Regions from separate parts of the Mus musculus genome. Here regions 1, 2 and 4 are each linked to region 3. A link is a contact called in public Hi-C data. All regions are on one chromosome and are shown on one strand. Each heading gives the region's core, a stretch centred on a gene start, on an enhancer-like site or on the middle of the called end of the contact. The rest is flanking DNA. Distances are from core to core; before and after follow the strand shown. Region 1 overlaps Chd2 (chromodomain helicase DNA binding protein 2). Region 2 has its middle 40 kb from the start of Gm6567. Region 3 has its middle 240 kb from the start of Gm39035. Region 4 has its middle 23 kb from the start of Gm6567.

The links. A called contact is a pair of places that touch in the nucleus more often than the background predicts.
Region 1: a Hi-C map of muscle stem cells shows a contact between it and region 3, with 4 times the contacts expected there. The contact joins two enhancer-like sites. A contact is called at or near these places in 17 of 484 Hi-C or Micro-C datasets (the AML12 cell line, beige adipocytes, brown adipocytes and 10 more) and 3 of 115 datasets of contacts at active chromatin or transcription factors (astrocytes, embryonic fibroblasts and fibro-adipogenic progenitors).
Region 2: a Hi-C map of uterus shows a contact between it and region 3, with 2.3 times the contacts expected there. The contact joins two enhancer-like sites. A contact is called at or near these places in 1 of 484 Hi-C or Micro-C datasets (uterus), 2 of 115 datasets of contacts at active chromatin or transcription factors (embryonic basal ganglia and embryonic stem cells) and 1 of 9 other capture datasets (embryonic stem cells).
Region 4: a contact with region 3 is called in a Hi-C map of muscle stem cells, with 2.8 times the contacts expected there. The contact joins two enhancer-like sites. A contact is called at or near these places in 2 of 484 Hi-C or Micro-C datasets (muscle stem cells and uterus) and 1 of 115 datasets of contacts at active chromatin or transcription factors (embryonic basal ganglia).

Annotation. Positions count from the first base shown.
Region 1 is chr7:73,424,809-73,427,898 of GRCm38.p6, reverse strand. It overlaps Chd2 (chromodomain helicase DNA binding protein 2), which reads left to right. Exons shown (of 39, transcript NM_001081345.2): 39 at 1-1,247. Among named protein-coding and RNA genes, the nearest start is that of A730056A06Rik, 51 kb to the right of the region's middle. Within about 2 kb of position 1,493, at least 36 of the 459 cell types and tissues checked have an H3K27ac peak or open chromatin away from gene starts, as enhancers often do. A contact at or near this core is called in embryonic fibroblasts and muscle stem cells, where this site is marked.
Region 2 is chr7:73,140,832-73,143,834 of GRCm38.p6, reverse strand. No RefSeq gene overlaps it. Among named protein-coding and RNA genes, the nearest start is that of Gm6567, 40 kb to the right of the region's middle. Within about 2 kb of position 1,609, at least 34 of the 459 cell types and tissues checked have an H3K27ac peak or open chromatin away from gene starts, as enhancers often do. A contact at or near this core is called in uterus, where this site is marked.
Region 3 is chr7:72,540,388-72,543,578 of GRCm38.p6, reverse strand. No RefSeq gene overlaps it. Among named protein-coding and RNA genes, the nearest start is that of Gm39035, 240 kb to the right of the region's middle. Within about 2 kb of position 1,803, at least 78 of the 459 cell types and tissues checked have an H3K27ac peak or open chromatin away from gene starts, as enhancers often do. A contact at or near this core is called in embryonic fibroblasts, muscle stem cells and uterus, where this site is marked.
Region 4 is chr7:73,123,144-73,126,452 of GRCm38.p6, reverse strand. No RefSeq gene overlaps it. Among named protein-coding and RNA genes, the nearest start is that of Gm6567, 23 kb to the right of the region's middle. Within about 2 kb of position 1,577, at least 4 of the 459 cell types and tissues checked have an H3K27ac peak or open chromatin away from gene starts, as enhancers often do. A contact at or near this core is called in muscle stem cells, where this site is marked.

The sequences.
Region 1 (3,090 bases), core at 244-2,743, 880 kb before region 3:
TAGAAGTCCCCTGGCTAGAGTCTGATGCCTGGTGGCTTACCGGACTTCTCAGTCAATTCTGAAAGGTATATTTTGGGCACACAGTGAAAAGTGAGCCATAGATGGAGCTTCTTGCTGATCACATTGACACTGTCTGTGTTTGATTTGCTGAGCTCTTGGATGTTGGGAGTGTAGCAGGCACAGGAGGTACCTCTGCAGAAGGAAGGCGGAGGGTGGAGGCCTTGCCTTTCCATATTCACCTAGGTCTTGTCTTTCAACTTGTTGGTAGAAGTTACAAATTATTCTCAAAACTGTCTGTCTCATCATGAGGAAAAAGGAACTTTCTTTTGTTCCTATTCAGGACTTGAGGTATAGTGCCATAAAATGTAGCAAAAACCCTATCGGCCAGATCAGTGTTACATTGATTCTAAGATTACAGTATGTCCCATCAAACATCTGCTGTAGGTGAGGGAGTGGATTTGAAGAGGGGTTGAAAGAAAGGAAGCATTCCTCTTGCTTTAAACTAGTATGTGCATCAGATGCTTACAGCAGAAGTTTGCACAGGTAAGAGAAGCTGCCAGTGACGTTCTGTGGGGCCTGGCTTTGGGCAGCTGCTCATCATTGAGGAAGTGGCAGGACTTGGAGGAAGTTATGTGTGAATGTTGTCAAGTCCTGAAGTCCTATGATGCACTGTGGCCCTAGAAAACGAAGATGAAGCCTCCACTGACCACTGTGTCCTCTCTGACTTGGCCAGCCTGATGGTCCTTCCTTCTACTCTGTGTAGTCATTCCTAAGCCCCACAGAGGGAGCGCCAACATTTCTCACTGTGCTGCTGAGGTTCTGACCTGGTGTGTCTGACATTGCATCAGGCTTTGCAGAACAAATGTGATTCACTTAAACGTTCACACACAGCAACACTGAAATCCTACAGACCAAACAAACCCACTTGTCAGCAGGAGCCGTGGTCCAGCCCAGCACCTGTGCTCTCGTAGCCGAGGCCAGCCGTGTTGGGAAGAGAGCCATGCCAAGGGTCCAGGCTGCTGTAGTCCACCTGTGCCCTACTCATTTGGGGACAGGTGGTTTTTCTTGTAAACTTGTGGACTTTTGAAACCTGTTGACTAAACAGTAATTAATTTATATTTGTGAAAAATGCCACTGTCCTGGTGATTTCTGATGTAAATAATGTTGTTTATATAGTATGTATTAAATTTTCCTACATTGTAAAACTGCTGTACTTTTTTGATTCTTGTATATTAAAAAGTGTTACTAAGGATTTTTAGAATTGGGCTAACCAGTTACATTACATTCTGGTGTGAGGCACACGCCACAGTCTCCCTCCCTGGCTGGCTGCAAGCTGTGTGTCCATGCTTGTTTACATCTTCGACAATGGAAGCTTTTTAAGTTGCATTTTTGTTATTGGTTCTAAATAGTTTTCTGTCCCTGAACAGCCACAAACCACAGCTGCGTACTTCAGGGAATGGCATGGAGCCATTAAAACTGAGTCATGAGAGGTTGCCCTCATCTTTCACAGTGGTCATGGGGAGCCTGCTTCAAACATCCACCTCTGTCCAGAGAGAAGTAAGACATCAGGCCTACAGCCTACAGCTTTAGTGCAGTTAATCAGTTGGGTTATATACTCTTCTCTTCTTTTCTCTCCCCTCCCCTCCCCTCCCCTCCCCTCCCCTCCCCTCCCCTCCCCTCCCCTCCCCTCCCCTCCCCTCCCCAACTTCCTAACTTCCTAACTTCCTTCATGATTTATTCTCCTTTTATGGGCACTGGTGTTTTGCCTGCATGTATGTTTGTGTGAGGGTGTCAGATCTTGGAATTACAAACAGTTGTGAGCTGCTGTATGGGTGTTGAGAATTGAAACTGGTTCCTCTGGAAGAGAAGTCACTACTCTCAACCACTGAGCCATCTCTCCAGCCCTGGGTTATATATTCTTGAATGCGGAAAAACACTTTTCTTTTTTTAAAAATTTTCTTCTATTTTTTAAAAAAAGATTTATTTATTTATTATATGTAAGTACACTGTACACTGTAGCTGTCTTCAAACACTCCAGAAGAGGGAGTCAGATCTCATTATGGATGGTTGTGAGCCACCATGTGATTGCTGGGATTTGAACTCGGGACTTTTGGAAGAGCAGTTGGGTGCTCTTACCCACTGAGCCATCTCACCAGCCCCGAAAAACGCTTTTCTTATGGAAACAGTGACACAAATGTTCACTTGCAGTTTGGCACAGCGGCAGGCTTAGCTCCAACATGGCCCAGATAGAGGAAAGGTGACCTGGCCTATGTGTCGAAATTGTCCTAGGATGGAGTTTAGGAGAATCTTGCCCAAGCCCAGGGTTTTTAAAACTTGCACATAAGTGTCTTTGAAACAAAACTCAAACCTTTATGGTTCTCTCAATTCTTAGTGCCAAACACACCCATGTGTCCACTCAGCAGGGAGAGGGCGGCCGCTGGGACTCCACCTTGCTAGTTGTCCAGGACCCTTAGGTGCAAGGCCTGGCCTGGCAGGAGGCTGCTGGGTCTATAACGCTTGCGCCTGAGTGGAGAAGTGTGGAGGACAGGTCCTGTGAAGAAACCTGGTGATCCCCCTGCTTCAGGACGCAGCTAGAACAGCTCTGGGAACCTTTTAGGAACAAGTGCTGTGACAATCTAAGTGCTAGTTAGCTGGCTTCGAAGCCCACTGCTGCCAAGATGCCCACCTTCTGGAAGCTGCAGGCCCTTGCCTCCCAGCCCTCCCTAGCAGGGACTCAATGTTTGGTGATCACCACAAACCCTGCTCAATTAGTGCCAACAGAAAGGTCATGTACAAAAACTAAGGATCAGCTGTGTGTCAGAACAGAGTCTGTGGCTTTTAAAGGAGCCGTCCTGGCAATTCCATCAAGGCTTTAACTAAAAGCCCCGTCTGTCATACTTCAGGTCAGAACCTTCTTTGGCCCATGCTGCCTGTTGGCTTGCATGGTTTTGTGGAGTAGGCTGTGGATGTGGCTGGACCAGCTAAAACCTTTCTGTATGCCCCTGATCATAGTGGCACCCTGCCCAGACCCTGCTGGTGAGACTTTCCCTCAGGTGACAGGTCCCGGGCATGTCCTGGACTGTTAATGTG
Region 2 (3,003 bases), core at 360-2,859, 600 kb before region 3:
ATTGGTCAGTTATTGTTATCTTGAGGAAGATACCTGGGTTGCCATTATACCGCTGTATGTCAGGAGCGGTCACATATTTTTATTTTGTTTCAGTTGCGTTTGGAAACCCAGCATAGAAAGGCATGCTTCTGGTAACGTAAGTGATGTGAAAGTGCTGGAATCCTGGAGACAGTATTCAAAACCCCAGGTCTTTCCAGTTTCAGGGCCACCTCCACTGCCACTAGTCTGTAGGATTTTCACATTAGGAGGTCACTGGCTTCATCACCCATGGCAAATTATATCTCAGCAAAGCAGTAACAAGACATTTAAGGGGCCTGGATCCTGCTCCTGCTACAGTTTCAGATAGCTCTAGCAGGCTCAGCTCTCCAAAGCCTCTGAGTTTCTAGATAACTCTGTTCACCTTGTAGCTCATTCTTTCTCTCACACAGCGGAGGGGCACTTGTCTAGTAATCCAAGAAAAAAATAATCATGTGATTTGTCTTTGTCTAAGGCTTTTGATTGATGAAACTGGAAGATAAACTGTGGTTTGCACAAACTATAAACCTCTATTTCCATGCCATACCCACCGGGACCCACCTCTGGCTATATAATGCATGTGTTTTGAGTCACCTAGGAGACACCTCTTATGCTACCCTCTGGTGTGGCATCCTTAGGGCCAATCAAAGATTTCTCCGTAATGGTCTTTCCTTAGATACTCATTTTATCACGGGTAGCATGAGCTGGTAACCCAAAGAGGAGAAGATAGCAGTAGGGGCTGTTGCCTCAGTGGGAGTCTGGATTATTGAGAATGCAGGCGATCTGCTATAGAGGCAGGGGAGGGAACAGGCCCCAGGGACGATAGATGGTGAAAATATGGAGAAGGCAAAAAAGAGGGCAGAGAACCAACAGAGCTGAAGGTGGGACACTTGAAGACCTTTGACAAAAGAATGATGATGGAAAGTTCCAGGGGTCCAAAAAGTCCTAAGGGGCCGAGGGTCCCTGCATCCAGAGCCTAAGAGCTATCACACCAGCCTGGGATATGCTGGGAGCCCTGACCCGAGAGACTTTTGTGTAGTTGCTGCTGCTAAGAGTCAGGGATGACAGTTGCCAGAGCAGTAGTCTGTCTAACTCTGGAACTTTTCTCCCACTACCAACGATCTCTTAGGACTGACCAACGAGGCCCCTGTCCCTTTAAGACCACTGAGCATGTTCTGGTTATAAAACAAGGCCTAGGGTGGTAATTGTAAGCAACTTAATAAATTGTGTGGAGAATTCATTCCAAAGGCCCCTGTTCTCACTGCTGACAAGCATTGCTCCTTAAATGGAAAACAAAGATCTTTTCTTCTCTTTCTCCAAAGTGGCTCAACTTAAATTTTTTAAGATGTTTTTTTGTAACAGCTTTATTGAGATGTAACTCACCTGCCACACAGTTCATTCCTTGAAAACAGTGTAGTATTTTCTTAGACATTTACAGAGGCTCACATACACTTCTCTCCACAATTTTCAAGCATTTTATTTTCCTTAATGCAACTTTTTTTTTTTTTTAAACAATAGAAGAGAAATAAACATTACACAGAACTGAGCAAAGGCTGAAGAGATCCCATGATTCCATTGGCTGGGCTGGATTTCCTCCTTACCATGCTCTCCTCTATTTACAAGCAGACGGCAGTTACCTGGTTACCACCACCCAGAGTATTGTTTTATGCCTGCTTTTTTAAGTTGACAGTTTCCATGCTGTTACTTTGCCGTTTTAACGGCCCGTGATATCCTCTCACACTGATGTGCAATAATCTATTCCCTTCGTTGAATCTTTTGTTTTCTAATTCCAAAATCATAAATAATGTTGTACCCAACATCTTTGCACATAAAGCTTATTTCCCTCGTTGGGTGTATTTCTCTGGGCTGTAATGACAAGAGTGGGAGTAATGTGTCAAAGAGCATGAACATATTACAGTCTTCTCTCCCAGCCCCCATCCCACTATTATTTCTGAGCAGGTGACACTATTTTTTTTTTCTTTTCTTTTTTGAAAATATGGCTCGGAGGGTCCTTGGAACTCTTCCAACAAAAGCAGCCACACCCACTCCATACAAATTAGCTACAAAAAGTCATTTAATGTTACTAAGGTTTAGAGTTCATTATGCAAGCCTGAGTCCTCTCCCCACCCCCACCCCAACCCCCCAAATTTTCTGTGAGGCCAAACAGCATTCATTTCTGGAAGGCTGGGAAAGATTGTCCTTTATGTGTCCCACCTGGTGGCTTAAATAACTTTACCATTTCCCTTAGAAAATTATTCCCGTGGAAAATAATTCAGTTAACCTCCTGACCCCTCCTGGCCGCTCTCAGCCTGGGGCAGCACTTTGTTTCCAGCTGTTCTTAAAAGCAACTTCAGCTGCATTTAACCCTTTGAAGACCCATGGGGGGCGGGGCAAGAGCAGGGGGAGGGGAGGGGGGTGCCAAGGATTAGGAAGGGGGAAAGAGAGAACAGAGGAATTGCACTTCTCTACCCTGGGAGGAGCTGTGGCACCCTACAAAGGCCAAACAGCATCCTGGGCTTGCTCTGTTAACATAACAGTGTGACAAGCTGCGGGGCTTTAGGCTCCACTCAGGGAGGGCTGGCAGTCAAGACTGCTCCAGGCAGAGAAGCTTGGCCGGGCTCCTGAGGGATCAGCTTCCCAGAAACAAAATTTGAACTTCAGGATCTGTGGCCTTTCTTAGATGTCACCTAAATTGTGACATCCAATCCAAGAGCCCTTCTGGATTTATAGTAGTCCGCGATAAGATGTTTTGGATTGTAAATTAAAAAAAAAATCCAAATCCAACTAGTTTAAAATCAGAGTGGGTGCTGCTGCCTGGCAGTGCTTAATCCTGAAGCCAGCAGGCAGAAATGTCCATGCTCCCTAGATGCTCTCCATGCTACCTAGATGCTAAGAATGGCTTCCTATTGGTTCTCCAATGGCTTCCCATTGGGTCTCCGTGTAGCTGAGAGGACAAGGGGAAGGGAAATGCATGTTGTCATCCATGCC
Region 3 (3,191 bases), core at 554-3,053:
CCTTCCTCACCATGATCTGCTGCGTGACCTGGGACAATTTTACTTAATCTTTGTGAGCTTTGAGGGTCTCATGCCTTAATATGCTTTGGGGATTAAGAAGTCTCCCAGGTTATTCTGAGCTGCCACTACTGACTGGTTTGGTGAGTGCTGATAAAGGTAGAGCTGAGATGATACTGACAATGTTGCTGGTGAGTCCTGTTCCTTGGAAGCCTGGCAAGACTTTAGAGGATTCCTGTCCACTTAGCTCATGGATAGTAGCATCTTCCTTTTGGATTCTCCCATGATCTTTCCTGTAGCTGCTCTGCATCCTGTGTACTATATCTTTGGTGGTCCTGCATGCCAGGAGCCTTTGCAGCTGATGGTGCCCCTGTGAGATTCTGAAACTCGGATCAGAGGCTTGCTTTTGCTTTGATTTTTCAAACACCATTAGTTCTTGAATTCTGACCTGAAACATGGTGCAACAGGGCCTTCCTAAGACACATAGGCAAGCTTCTGCCTGAGTAGGGAAAGGAAACTGACTTAGAAAGCCCATGCAAATTCCTCTGTTGCTTCCTAGGACACAGAGCAGCCCCTGATGTCTGGTCCAAGAAGAAACTGGGCTGAACTTTCTTCCTTCCATCTCCATCTATACTGCATTCCCTACATTCACTTTCAGAGAGAGAGAGAGAGAGAGAGAGAGAGAGAGAGAGAGAGAGAGAAAGGGAGAGAAACAGAGATAGACACAGGTAGAGAGAGATACAGAGAGAGAGACAGGGAGAAAGAAGGAGAGAGACAGAGACAAACAGAGACAGTGAGATAGACAGAGGGGGAGAAAGAGACAGAGAGAGGGAGAGAGACAGAGGGAGAGATAGACAGGAAGAAACAGAGACTAAGAGGGAAAGAGAGAAAGACTGAGACCAGAGAGATGAAGAGAGAGGGAGTGAGAGACAGAGAGACAGACAGAGGAAGAGAAAGAGATAGAGACAGAGAGGCAGAGAGAGAAAGATGGACAGAGAGAAAGAGACAGACACAGAGAGAGGGAGAGACAGAAGGAGAGAGAGAAAGAGACATAGAGACAAAGACATAGAGAGGGAGAGAGGGGGAGAGAGAGACAGAGAGGCAAACAAAGACAGAGAGACAGACAGAGGGAAGGAAAGAGACAGAGAGGGACAGAGACAAGCAGACAGACAGAAATAGACATAGGGACAGAGAGGGTGAGAGACAGAGACAGACAACAAGAGGGAGAGGGACAGGGAGAGAGAGAGAGGGAGGGGGAAGGGGAGGGGGAGGGAGAGGGAGGAGGTTCAGAGCTGACTGAGCGTACACTGAGTATCGCTCTCAGAGGAAAGAGGCTAGAACATTGGAACTACTCTTTTTCTGGAGGCGTGTGAAGTAATAGTACCAGTGAATAATCTCTGATTTTCACATTTTAAAGAGTAAACATACTGTGTTTAATCATTTTTAGAATCCAGCCAAAACAATATTCAGAAGACTTGATTTCAGCAGACCCACTAGGAAGCAGATACCGCAGCTCCACCCACAGGTTTCTATTTTTCTCTACTGAAGACGGAGCTCCCCGTTTGCTTTCGGATGGCAGTGAACAGTTTTGTGTGTCCGGCCACATCTTGCTAACCGCAGCCTTCTTTCCTAAGCTCATTATTTGCTAATGATTTTCTTGGCCACAAAACTCATAAAAATCCCCTGAGCTACCTTTTTTTTTTCTTTTTCTTTTTTCCTTTTTGAAATACTCGTGGGATGGTTGCTCCATTTGTTCAGCATCTGTGCTGGACAACATCTGGGGTGTGAGGAAATTCCACGGCTTGCAGTATGACGCGGAAAAAACAAAATTACTTTTTCATGCACTTCAGAGGAGACTGGAGAGCATCCTTCTGACCAAACAGGCCCTTTGTTCTCCTCCCACAAGTGGTTCTCATTAAAAATGTCATCTCCCTAATAAATTGCCTTACTGCCCTTGCAGCTGGGCCTATTGTTTTCGTGGCTTTGTGCTCACAAGGACTCTCCCAGGGAACAGAAAGCAAGAGAAAACATGGGATGCTTTCCCTACCCTGTCTGCTCAGGATGTCTTCTTTTACCCTTTGTAGGTGGATGGCAACTTGTCTATCACTGGGGCTTTAGAATTCCCCTAATATTCACTATTTGGCCAATTGTCCCCGATCATGTGCTGTCACAGCTTAAAGAGTGCATGGTGGCCATTCCTGTCTGTGGATGCAAAGTGAAAAGTGAGAGTTTGGGGACTATATCCTCGTGGTTTGTATTTTTGCATGGAAATATCCAGTGTCCCGCATTTATTCCCTGACACAAGAAAATATGACACTGTTTTAGGGAAGGTAAGAAATGAAGATACTATATATGAAAACAGGAATTGGGGGAGTGGGTTTGCCTGTATGTCTCTGTGTGTAGGCGGAGGGCTGTCTAAGGATTCTCTTTAGGAGCCACACAACGGTTAAACATCTCCCCAGAACATTCAACTCCAATTATAGCTGAGACCCAAGAATTGCAAAAAATTTAATAGTTTGGGGTTCATATATTTGATCAGAATTAATCTTAACAATCAAGGGGGCTTGTAGTGTGTGTGTGTGTGTGTGTGTGTGTGTGTGTGCTTATCAATTTATTTTCCCACCTTACTAACTACCTCCTATTTTCTCAACTCCCCACAAACCTCTATCCACTAGCTCAGCTGGGGCTTTGCTCATCCAAACTCTTTTTCCCAGTTACTCAGTGTACCTTCCACATGTGACAGGAAATTAAAATTAAAGACCTCCTGACTTGGAGGGAGAGAGAGAGAGAGAGAGAGAGAGGGAGGGAGAGAGAGGGAGAATGAGTTGTTTTGCAGTGAGGTTTCTTTTATGATCTACAGGCTTCTTATGACTTATTTAGAACTTGGGGGGAGGGGGAGATACAATAGTCTAGTGGATAGGATTGGCACTTTGTCTCAAGCTGGATGGCTGGGCTAATTTAAGATGTAAGTTTCCACAATTTTCTTTATACCAAACATTAACATACACTGAAATTAATACCTCTCCCCCTCCAGGACCCTTTTGCAGAAAAGCAGAAGTCATTGAGGCCAAGGCTGACAAACAACTTGGCTAGTCGATTGTGTCTTATGCCAGGGCATCTGTTTGAAGATATCCTTTTCAGTCATCCCTCCTGCCTGGTCGGCCATCTCAGAGGCTCTGTGCAAACTTCTAGAG
Region 4 (3,309 bases), core at 328-2,827, 580 kb before region 3:
TTATTTCCTTATTACTGTTTGCATTGGAGTTAAAACTCTTTCCAATGAAGAGTCTGCATGTCGGATAAAAATTATGGGACACTTCCGAGATTAACAGCCTTAATATGGTCCGCCGAGATGCAGCGAGTGGTTTTTCATCAATATTCTTGTCGATACAAGTATCCTGGCTTCTAGGACAAAATCACCTGGGCTGGGAGAGTAATTTGATCTTTGAGCGACTTGAATCAATGTGCTTCTGTTCAGACATACTTCCAGTGTTTCGGTAGGTCTGTTTGCAGTGCAAGTTTCCTTCCTCTGCCAATATGCTGAGCTGGTATCATTAGTTTCCACAGGTGGGGCAGGGCTGCCAGCCGGCCTCTCAGGGTTGCTCTCCAGCACACTGGGAACTTGAAAGGATAGAATTTCACGAGCCTTTGCAGCCAGCTGCAGAGCACCTGGGGCAATGTTTGCGCCCACCGGGGTGACCACCCTCCGACAGTGAGCGCGCCCCCCCACGTTGCAGCGGAGGGCTCAGTTGTCTGAGGTTTACTTGGGATGCATTTTTAATTATATTGGTTGGCACACACAGGGAAGGCTTAGCCAGCTCTGAAACATCCCTGAACCACACAGATATTCCCTCTGGAGAAACTTTTGGGAATGTACTGCGCTGAAGATCCTGCTGGCTGGCTGGCTGGCAGTGGTGGTCCATATTCTGTTCCTGAATCAGAGGAAAGAAGATTCAAGATGTATTGCCCTGTGTCCTTATTTGGGTCACCCTGAAGCCTTTCTGGGCATCCTTTCAAGCTATAGAATTTTTTTCACATCAAGTGTTCCGGCTGTCTTCAGCCATTCCTCCATCAGTCCTCGGTAGGCTGAGCACATTAAAGTATATATTTAAGTTTATATTGCAAAGAGACACACAAGAAGCAAGGTTGAAGCTGTGCAGAATACAAAGCTTGTTTGTGCACAATGTACTCCCATATTGCAAATCCACAGAGCAATGATTGAGCCTAGAGCCCAGCAGGATCCTCTGGGCCCCTATGCATCGTCTCTGTCTTCCGATTGTTCTGCCGATGGCAGGGAGGTGGCTGTCTGTCCACAGTCTGTAATGCTTCCCACATCATTAAGACTCAGCCTGAACTCTGGACTCAGCGAGTCCAAGGCATGGAGTTTTTGTACTTTGGGTATTGGGTGGGCATTGACTACTTTATTCCAGTGCATTTTTTTTTTTCTTCTGAGCTCTTCTGAGGACAGAGACTTTGAGTTGGCTCCAGAACTCCTGGCTCTGTGTCAAGCATGTGGAACCTGTCCCTGGTGCCTCTGGGCAGTGAGCTTTAGCCTGTGCCTGGCAAAGCAAGCTGGCTATTCTCTGCACTTCTGTTGATGAAACCCATCGCCAGGCTTGTATATACTCCAGTTGGTGGCTGTCTGGCTTTTTTTTTTTTCCAGGAGGAAGTAGTATTTTATTATTCTTATTTCAGATAGTGTCTCATTTAGCCTAGGCTGGCCTCCAAGCCCTGATCCTCTTGCTTACAACTCCCTAGTTCTGGGATTACAAGCGTGTGTCATGCTGGGATTACACGCATATGTCTTGTCTGGAAGCTGTGTTTCTAATCAATTTATGTAGAAAACCCCAAAGACTAAAGGGTGAAACAGCCACCTAAGGCCTTCATCTTTTGGCAAGGCCTACGTTAAAAAGTTTTCTCTGGTAACTGACAGTCACACTTCCGTGTGTCTTCCTTCTCTGAGTCAAGGGCAGTGCTTCTCTGAGCTCAGTGCTTTGAGAATGTACTTTCATTTCCATGGCAGACTTATGGGGGTATATATGGCAGGAGTCATATTCCATCAGCACAAAACATATGACATTCATACCCAAAATGAGGCCCAGGAGGTCTCCCTGGGGTCAGAGGCCTCATCATTCTGGATTTCCATTCAGACCCATTCCCCCACCCCCACCCATCCAAACTTTGAGTCCCAAGGTTCTTTGACTCAAAACTTGCAGTCAAGGCCAACAGGTTCTGTGCGCCATCTTCTGAGTTTTCACCAGAGATTTGGGCCAGAGTTTTCTACCCAGGTCGGAGAGGCCCTTTTGGGTGGTTTCCTATAGCAGTGCCTTCCCATAGCTGCAAAGAGAGCCTAACCCTAGTCAGCAAAGAAGGCTACTTTATCAGAGTGCTTGAAACTCCTGAAACTCTGGTGCCTTTCTTTGGAGTGAGATGTCCATGCAGGGTGTGTGGATAGAAGCGTAGTTGGGAACAGCCATTTTTTTTTCTTTTTCCTGCTGTGGGGAAAGAGAGAGCCTGGTTCAGTCCCGAGGCAGCACTAGCACTTCCGAAGTGAACTGAACTAGGTCAGGGAGAAGCTTGCTCGCATCTATCACTTTACAAAAGGAACTGAGAACAGAGAGAAATCTTAGCAGACATCTGTCTCCCCATGCTGGCCCACTCCTCGCATTCTGAGATCGCCAAAGGCAAGAAGATCTGGAAAAACAAAAAACAAAAAACAAAAAAACAAAAAAACAAAAAAAAAACAAAACCAGAGAATTTGTTTGTTTTCATAGTTGACGGGTGGGGGTGGGGGTGGGGGTGGAGGGGTGCAACTGATTTGGTTACAAAAACGTAAGCTGAACGATGTGCTTTGTGACAGGCCATTGACATGACTGTGTGGCCACAGGAGGAGGCTCTCCCTCTGACGAAATGGAGAAAATGAGTGATGGTTTCATTGCTGCCTCTTGACATCACTCTCTTCATCTGTGGGCGAGAGATGGCGGCTACACACTCCAAAAGAAAATGTCTGTGAGCTTGTCATTGCTAAGCATGAGGAAGCAGCTCCCGACCTACAACACAAGTTCAAACCAACCTGGTCATGCCAACCCCTTCACCCCACCCCCTCCACCCCCCCCCCCCCCGGGCAATGAGCAGAGGTGAATCAATATGGCTTTAAATCTATGCCAAATGATTCCCTAGCCAAAAAGTCCTGGTTTTATGGTCTTTAGCCTAGGACATCATCAAACAGTACATGCTGAGTTCCTTAAAGTATGAGAAACTCCTCATTGATCTCATTTCTGCTCTTCATTGTGAGTGGCTGAGCTCTTCTCATGTCAAGCTGCCACGGCACGGTTTGATTTTTCAAGAGACTGCCTGAAGTCCGCCCCAGGTGGTCTGGGAACAATGTGTCTGGCAGGACAGGTGTGCTGTTCAGACAGACCCCTGGGATTTGCTCTTACCATTGGGTCTTTATTGGGACTTCCACCTGCCAGAGCCAACCGAGGGCCCTTCTTAGAGGACTGCCCTCCGGGCACTTGAGTTCACGGAGCCTGTCACCTCGCAT